Linked DNA regions of Sus scrofa: all the other regions are linked to region 2. The links are chromatin contacts, called in public HiChIP or PLAC-seq maps. All regions are on one chromosome and are shown on one strand. Each heading gives the region's core, a stretch centred on a gene start, on an enhancer-like site or on the middle of the called end of the contact. The rest is flanking DNA. Distances are from core to core; before and after follow the strand shown. Region 1 overlaps LMNB1 (lamin-B1). Region 2 overlaps ALDH7A1 (alpha-aminoadipic semialdehyde dehydrogenase). Region 3 has its middle 50 kb from the start of GRAMD2B.

Region 1 (2,760 bases), core at 119-2,618, 170 kb after region 2:
CGTCAGTCAGTTACAAATATACCTCAAGATATGTGCTGAAGGCAGGCCAGACTGTTACAGTAAGTTAATTTAGTCATCATTTAATTTAACTTGATTATCTTAACCAACAGTTAAAGTAATTAAAACCATTTGGGCTTGAATAGAAACATTTTAGGAATGGGCCTTAAAACATTTTTGTTATTATTAGGGAATTACAAGTGCTATTAAACATTTTAAAAATTGTATGTGATTGAGAGTGGTAATACACTAATAAAAGCGAAAGAATTGACCTTTGAGTTCTTTTTGTCTGCTTCAGTGGATAGAAGGCAGCTTCCTCTTCCTTCCCTGTTGGCTCCCCAGAAAACAAAACAGAATAGCTACTTCTTGATTGATAGTGGTAGCCCTGCTGTGGTTCAGGAGGTTCTGCTTGGCGTAAAGAACTGTCAGGAGATAACTGTTAATACTAGGGGTGCTTTAGCCCTGTTAGGGGTAAGCAGCACAGTCATCTGGAGAGTGTTTCTGGTGACCAGGCCGTTCCTCACTCTTAGTTGGGGCAGGGAACCTGTGTTTTGAACAGAAGTTCCTAGGTGATAAGTACTATTGCGAAGTATCAGTCTCTAAACCTAATACACGAGCGAGGATAGCGTGGTTTTTCTTTCAAATATATGAGGTGTTGATATTTTGAGAGAGATGAACCCTGTGCCATTCTGACTCTGTTTTCTCCGTTGCTGTCCTGAAATGCCACGTCTGTAATAGTTCCTAAATAATCATGAGCTGACTTTAGAGAAGTATTCTTCATTGAGCAAACACAAGATTCCTTTACTTTTACTCAGTAAGTAGATGTAGCAAACAAAATATGTTAACTTTGATACAGATTTTAAACAGGTTACTGTTTTCATTCCCTAAAGAATGCTGAAGTGACTTTCTTTTTATAGCTGCTTCTTTAAGAATATTAAACACATGTTTGGCGTTCCCGTTGAGGGGCAGCGGAAACGAATCTGACTAGTATGCACGAAAATGCGGGTTTGATCCCTGGCCTCCCTCAGTGGGTTGAGGATCTGGCGTTGCCGTGAGCTGCGGTGTAGGTCGCAGACATGGCTGGGATCCAGTATTGCTGTGGTAGTGTTGTAGGCAGGCAGCTGCAGCTCCAATTCAACCCCTAATTGAATTGGAGGGTGCGGCCCTAAAAAGCCAAAAAAAAAAAAAAAAAAGGATATTAAACACATGTCTTAAAATTTTATGATTGATAGAAACCTCCCTTAGTGTTTAAGATTAAAGGCTCTAACAGGTTAGAACTTCTCTTTTAAAGTATATTTGTAGAACTCGCCACCACATTGTGAAAATATCAGATGCTAATTTTGTAATAATGGGTAAGAATGGGAACAGATATCCTAACCACACTGTCTTTTCTTCTCTTTAGCAGTTATTATAGGAGAGAAAATGGCTCAGTCCTATTACGTGTCTTATGGAAGTTGCATAATGTAGTGGAAAGAGTTTGACATTTTAATTCCAAAGATTCAGATTTGAGTGTGCTCTCTCTTTAAAGTGGTATAAAACCATTATGCCAATCATCTGCTTTTTCCCCTGGATATAGTGTCTCAGGGACTAAATATATATTCTATAGGTTTAGTGGAGAACTCAATTTTCACGTAAAATACTGTAATGCATTTTCTTTTCCTTTGGTGGCTGGCATTAAATGTGTTAAGGAGCTCTTTGAAACATGGTAGTCATAAGTGATCTTTCCGTTAAATTGTACAATGCAAGGCGGTAGCAAAGATCAATTCAAAACTCTAGGATAGAAATAAGGAAACTACATATGTGATTTTAAATTTTCTCATAAACTATTATTTCAACATGTGATCAGTATAACATTTTGTTAGATATTTTACTCTTTTTGTTTTTGAACCAAGTCTTCATACTTAGAGCTAACCTTACATCATACCTCTGTTGGAACTAACCACCTTTCAAATGCTCACAAGCCCATGTGGCTGCCGTATTGAACAACACAGCCCTAGGACCTACTGAATTACCCAGTAAGGTTATTGACATTATGTGATTAACACTAAACCAACAATATGATTCCAGGAGTTCCCATTGTGGCTCAGCGGGTTAAGAACCCAGCTAGTACCTGTGATGATGCAGGTTTGATTCCTGGCCTTGCTCAGTTGGTTAAGGATCCGGAGTTACCACAAGCTGTGGTGTAGGTTGCAAATGCGGCTTGGATCTGGTGTGGCTGTGGCTGTGCTGCAGGCCAGCAGCTGCAGCTCTGATTTGACCCCAGCCTGGGAACCTCCATACGCCGCAGGTGTGGCCTTAAAAAGGAAAAATAAGTAAACCAACTGTATGATTCCATGTGGTCTAGTGAAAAGTATAGCTTGAGATTAGGTTAACAATCCATGTCACCTGAAAGTTGGCCCAGATCCAATTCTTTTAGTTTTATCCTAGTAAATGTTTCTTGCCCCTTCCCATTTATAATGTGGATGGAAGATCTGGAAGCTACAAGTGAGCACCTTTAGAGGAAGTGGGTCTCTTCTACTCAGTAATTGATGTGGTTTTCTCGCCATTTACAAAATACCTGCTTGTACCCATCTGCAGTCTTCCTTTTGTCATCATATAGCCCTTTATATTGCAAAATAACTTACGGGGCGCAAAACTTTGGTATCTGTTTTCATGTGGTCTTAGAAAGACCAGAGCAAAGTGTCCCTACAGATGAGGACATAGAGGTTTGTCAAGGTGTCATGTAATGTCCATGATTCAAATCCAGGTTTTCAGACTCAGGTT
Region 2 (2,876 bases), core at 7-2,506:
AACATGAACACCTTGTCCTCCTAGTTCCTCTGCCTTCAAACCATCGTGTCCTATTTCACAAGGAAAATTCCTCAACATGGGAATTAGACAAACATAACGCAGAAAGAAGGAGGGTCTTACACAAGTTCTGTGTATTCAGAATGATTTTAAACAGAAAACAAAAAAGAAAGGGCAGCCTTACCTATAATGGCATTGTTTCCTCCAAGTTCTAATAAACTTCTCCCTTTAAAGATACAGAAACACCAATGAGTGCCTATTTCAGTGGTTAATGAGCACAACTAGATGGCCTCAAACCATAACCTATCCCAATTGTTTTATTTCTTGATTTAAAACACAGCATGAGAATAAATCAACTGTACCTCAGTAAAAAAAAAAAAACAAAAAAAAAACACTTCTCCGAGTTCTCTTGTGGTGGAGGGTTAAGGATCCTACATTGTCACTGCAGCAGCTCGGGTTGCTGCTGTGGTGTGGGTTCAGTCCCTGAGCCAGGAACTTCCAGATGCTGCAGGGTGGCCAAAATGATGAAAGAAAGCTTCTCAAGGAAAAATATTTAGCATGAACACTGCATCAAGTTTCCTGATTTTAATAACTCTATCATGGTTATACGACTGTCCTTGTTCTTGGGAAATATACCAAAATACTTAGTGGTAAAGGAATACCATGTCTTCAATTTTCTCAAAAGGTTCAAAAATAATATGCCCTCACAGCATATATGTATACATTTATGTATTTATGTTTATGTTGCTAGAGAGAAAATTATTATTTTTTTAAGGGCCGCACCCACGGCACATGGAGGTTCCCAGGCTAGGGGTCCAATCAGAGCTCCAGCCGCTGGCCTACACCACAGCCACAGCAACACCAGATCCTTAACCCACTGAGCAAGGCCAGGTATCAAACCTGCATCCTCATGGATCCTAGTCAGATTCGTTTGGGCTGCGCCACAACAGGAACTCCAGAAAATGATTTTTAAAATGGGGCAAAATGTAAGCAATTGGTAAATCTCTTTGAAGGATACACAAGAAGTCCTTGCGTTAGCCTTGGAATTTCTCTAAGTTCGAAATTACATCCCCCCAAACTCAAGTTAGTATGAAACGGTGCAGTTACAGTGCAAAATTGTATGAAAATTTCCTAAGAAATTAAACACCACCACATGATCTAACAATTCTATCTGTGGGTACTTAACCCAAAGAAGTCAAAGGGGGACTGCACAGTACTTGTGGCAGCATTATTCACAGTAGCTAAAAGGCAGAAGAAACCAAAGTGTATATTGAGAAACGCACGGCTAACAAATAGTAGAACTGCCATGCACTGGAGTATTATTCAGTCTTAAAAAGGAAGTTGTGACACATGCTATAACAAAAGTGAAATAACCTAGTCACAAAAAATAACTACTATATGATTCTACTTCTAAGTGGTTCTTAGAATAGCCAAATCCGTAAGACGCAGAAAGCAGAATGCTGGCTGCCAAGAGCTAAGAGAAGGAAGAAAGGGGGTCTTAATGAGTAGAGCTGGGAAGACAATGAAGTTCTGGAAATGGATGGTGGTGATGGTTTCACAACAATGCGAATGCAAATAGAACTGTACCTAATGCCACTTCTTATAAAACGAGAAGTTTATGATAGATATTTCAAAACAAATGCTATGTTTTATGTTATATATTTCTCTCATCACAATAAAAAAAAAAAAAAGGACGTTCTTTGTGGCACAGGAGGTTAAGGATCCAGTGTTGTCCCTGCGGTGGCTTACGTCAATGTTGTGGCACAGGTTTGATCCCTAATTCCAGCCCGGGAACTCCTAGATGGTATTGGTGCAGCCAAAACAACCAAAGTTTAAAAATTATGTGTTCATTGTAGAAAATTATTTAAAAAAAAAAAAAAAAAAAAGACATAAAGGAGAGTTCCTATGGCTCAGCATAAACGAATCTGACATCCTTGAGGACACAGGTTCGATCCCAAGCCTCACTCAGTGGGTTAAGAATCAGATGTTAACGTGAGCTATGGTGTAGGTGGCAGACACAGCCCAGATCCCACATTCCTGTGGCTGTGGTGTAGGCCGGCGGCTGTAGCTCAGGCCGGCGGCTATAGCTCTGATTCGACCCCTAGCCTGGGAACCTTCATATGCTGCGGGTGTGGCACTAAAAACAGAAAAACAAAAAACAGCATAAAGAATCAAGCAGGAGAGTTCCCATAGTGGCGCAGTGGAAAAGAATCCAACTAGGAACCATGAGGTTGCAGGTTCGATCCCCAGCCTCGATCAATGGGTTAAGGATGCGGTGTTGCCATGAGCTATGGTGTAGGTCATAGCTCGGACCCCACGATGCTGTGGCTGATGTGTAGGCCAGCGGCTACAGCTCTGATTGGACCCCTAGCCTGGGAACCTCCATATGTTGTGGGTGCGGCCCTAGAAAAAGGCTAAAAAAAACAATCAGGAGTTCCCGTCATAGCTCAGTGGTTACCGAATCTGACCTGAGGTTGCAGGTTCGATCCCTGGCCTTGCTCAGTGGGTTAAGGATCGGGCATTGCTGTGAGTTGTGGTGTAGGTCGCAGAAGGGGCTCGGATCCCGAGGTGCTGTGGCTCTGGTGTAGGCCGGCAGCTACAGCTCCAATTAGACCCCCTAGCTTGGGAACCCCATATGCTGCAGGTGTGGTCCCAGAAAAGACAAAAAAAAAAAAAAAAAAAAAGACTCCATCAGGCAAAAGCTATGGTCCATAGGGCACCATGAAATCACTCCCAATATGGTACAGTGCTTTCTAATCTCCTTCCTATAAATTTTTATTTAGTTGAGATCATACTAATTAATTTTGCTTTATTTTCTGATTAATAATTTTCGCCTTTTCCCAAAGTTATTTAGAGCTATTTTTATTTATTTTTGTAAA
Region 3 (2,816 bases), core at 229-2,728, 180 kb before region 2:
GGAACTTCCATATGCTGCAGATGCAGGCCTAAAAAACAAAAACAAATAAAAAATAAAATAGTTATAAGCCCTAAAATTCAAGGTCAATTCATTTTCAATGACACCATCAGGGAAACTTGGCAACAGAGTAAAAGTGTTAGGACTATGTACAAAATAATGAATTTGGACCCCTACCTGATAACACAGGCAAGGATTAACTCAAAGTGGCTCAAAGATCTTGCACTAATATAAATGCTAAAACTATAAAACTCTTAGAAAAAGCATAGGAGTAAGTCTTCATAACCTCGGGTTAGGCAACTATTCCTTAAGTACAACACAAAAAGCTCAAGTGATACAAGACTGATAAATTGGATGTTATCAAAATTAAAACGTTTTTGCTTCAAAGGACATCATCAAGAAATGGAGTTCCCGTCGTGGCGCAGTGGTTAACGAATCCGACTAGGAACCATGAGGTTGCGAGTTCGGTCCCTGCCCTTGCTCAGTGGGTTAACGATCCGGCGTTGCCGTGAGCTGTGGTGTAGGTTGCAGACGCAGCTCGGATCCCACGTTGCTGTGGCTCTGGTGTAGGCCGGTGGCTACAGCTCCGATTCAACCCCTAGCCTGGGAACCTCCATATGCCGCAGGAGCGGCCCAAGAAATAGCAACAATAACAACAACAACAACAACAACAAAAAAAAAAAAAAAAAAAAAAGAAATGAAGAGACAATCTATAGACTAGGAGAAAGTATTGCAACTTATATATCAGAAAAGAGACTATATACATTCTATATACATGAATACATTCAGAATATATAAAGGATACAACTCAGTAATAAAAAGACAGTCCAATGGGCAAAGTATTAAATAGATTTTTCTCCAAAAAAAAGAGAGATAAATAGCCAATAAGCACAGAAAAAAAATGCTCAACATGATTTGTCATTAGGAAGATTCAAATCAAAAATATGAGACCCCATTTCACATCCACAAGAATGCCTATGACCAAAAAATAATAATAATAATAAATGTTGGCAGGCATGTGGTGACATTGGAGCTCTCAGCCATTGCTGGCTGGAATGTAAAATGGGGCAGTCACTTTGGAAAACAGTTTGGTAGTTCCTCAAAAAGTTAAATAGAGCAATTTCACCCCTAGGCATATAACCAAGATAATTGAAAATACATGTTCACACAAAACTTGTGCACAAATTTCCATAGCGGAATTTTTCATAAAGCTCAAATGTGGAAACAATTCAAATATCCATCACCTCAAGAATGGATAAATAAAATTATACGCATACAGTGGAATATTATTTGGTCATATAATGGAATGAATTACTGATACATGCTACTATACGGCGGAAACCTGTGAACCTGCTAAGTGAAAGAAGCCAGTCACAAAAGATCACATATAGTATAATCCCACTTATATGAAGTATCCAGAGTAGGTACTTCCTCTCTCTAGAGCTGAGAATGAATTGTCTCATATATAAAGAGAGAGAGCATCAGCAGATTAGTGGTTGCCTACAGGCAGAGAAAAGAGAAGTCAGAGGAATGGAAAATAACTGCCATTGGGTACAAGGTTTCTTTCTGGAGTGATGAAAATGTTCCAAAATTAGCTGGTGGTGGTGGTTGTGTAACTTGGTAAATAAACGAAAAACCACCAAATCATACACTTTGAACAGATAGACTCTATGTAAATTATATCTTAGGCTATTTTTAAATTTTTGAAAACATACAACTAGTTACTTTATAAAGGCCCTACGATTTTATTATACATGTTGGTTAAAAGAATTATAAATGTTGGCAGTAATATTTATGGCAACTTACTGAGTTCTCATTATTTGCCAGGCAAATATTCAGTCTTTATAAGTATTAACTAATTTCCTTTCCCAATATACCTATTAGGTAAATACTATTATTATTCCCATTTTACAGTTTAGAAAACGAAGTGGCATTGTAAAGATTCAAACACAAAGGATCTGGGCTGTTAATAAAATATGTGCTGGCCCTGGAATCCAGTAGCAAAATATGGGGTGAAAAATCCCTGAAATTCAAGGAATTGAAGATTTTTTTTTTTTTTTTAAGGGCACACCCACAGCATATGGAAGTTTCCAGACTAGGGGTCAAATCAGAGCTGTAGCTGTTGGCCTGCACCACAGCCACAGCCACAGCAATGGCAGATCCAAGCCACCTTTGTAACCTATACCACAGCTTCAAGTAACACCCAGATCCTTAACCCACTGAGCGAGGCCAGGGATCAAACCTGCGTCCTCATGGGTACCAGTCAAGGTTCGTTACTGCTGAGTCACAATGGGAACTTTGCAAAGGGAACTTTTGAAAGGGACCTTTGAACTCCATGAAGGGGAACTCCAAGAACTGAGGACATTTTAAAATATTATAATTAACAATAAAACACTAAAAAGTTAATGCCTAAGAGGAGGTGCCATCTTGACTCAGTGGTTAACAAATCCTACTAGGAACCATGAGGTTGCAGATTCGATCCCTGGCCTCGCTCAGTGGGTTAAGGATCTGGTGTTGCCGTGAGCTGTGGTGTAGGTTGTAGATGAGGCTCAGATCCCATGTTGCTCTGTGGTGTAGGCCAGCAGCTATATCTCCCATTAGACTCCTAGTTTGGGAACCTCCATATGCCACAGGAGCAGCCCGGAAAAGACCAAAAAAAAAAAAAAAAGTTAATGCCTAAGAGTAAAAAAAAAAAAAAGAATTGTTACCTTACTCAATAGCAGTGGAGAGTGAAAGGCTGTAGATTATATGATCACGGCCCTCTCTTGCTCTGTATGAAGACAATAGGAGACAGGCTGGGCTGTTGCTGGGGGTCCGTG

The links. HiChIP or PLAC-seq counts read pairs in DNA pulled down with a chosen protein or histone mark.
Region 1: a contact with region 2 is called in an H3K27ac HiChIP or PLAC-seq map of alveolar macrophages. The contact joins two enhancer-like sites.
Region 3: a contact with region 2 is called in an H3K27ac HiChIP or PLAC-seq map of alveolar macrophages. The contact joins two enhancer-like sites. A contact is called at or near these places in 2 of 47 Hi-C or Micro-C datasets (both in liver) and 1 of 2 datasets of contacts at active chromatin or transcription factors (alveolar macrophages).

Annotation. Positions count from the first base shown.
Region 1 is chr2:129,848,338-129,851,097 of Sscrofa11.1, forward strand. It overlaps LMNB1 (lamin-B1), which reads left to right. Exons shown (of 11, transcript XM_003123882.5): 8 at 1-59. Among named protein-coding and RNA genes, the nearest start is that of LMNB1, 42 kb to the left of the region's middle. Within about 2 kb of position 1,369, at least 2 of the 83 cell types and tissues checked have an H3K27ac peak or open chromatin away from gene starts, as enhancers often do. A contact at or near this core is called in alveolar macrophages, where this site is marked.
Region 2 is chr2:129,680,890-129,683,765 of Sscrofa11.1, forward strand. It overlaps ALDH7A1 (alpha-aminoadipic semialdehyde dehydrogenase), which reads right to left. Exons shown (of 18, transcript XM_013995069.2): 10 at 182-223. Among named protein-coding and RNA genes, the nearest start is that of ALDH7A1, 27 kb to the right of the region's middle. Within about 2 kb of position 1,257, at least 1 of the 83 cell types and tissues checked has an H3K27ac peak or open chromatin away from gene starts, as enhancers often do. A contact at or near this core is called in alveolar macrophages, where this site is marked.
Region 3 is chr2:129,498,588-129,501,403 of Sscrofa11.1, forward strand. No RefSeq gene overlaps it. Among named protein-coding and RNA genes, the nearest start is that of GRAMD2B, 50 kb to the right of the region's middle. Within about 2 kb of position 1,479, at least 2 of the 83 cell types and tissues checked have an H3K27ac peak or open chromatin away from gene starts, as enhancers often do. A contact at or near this core is called in alveolar macrophages, where this site is marked.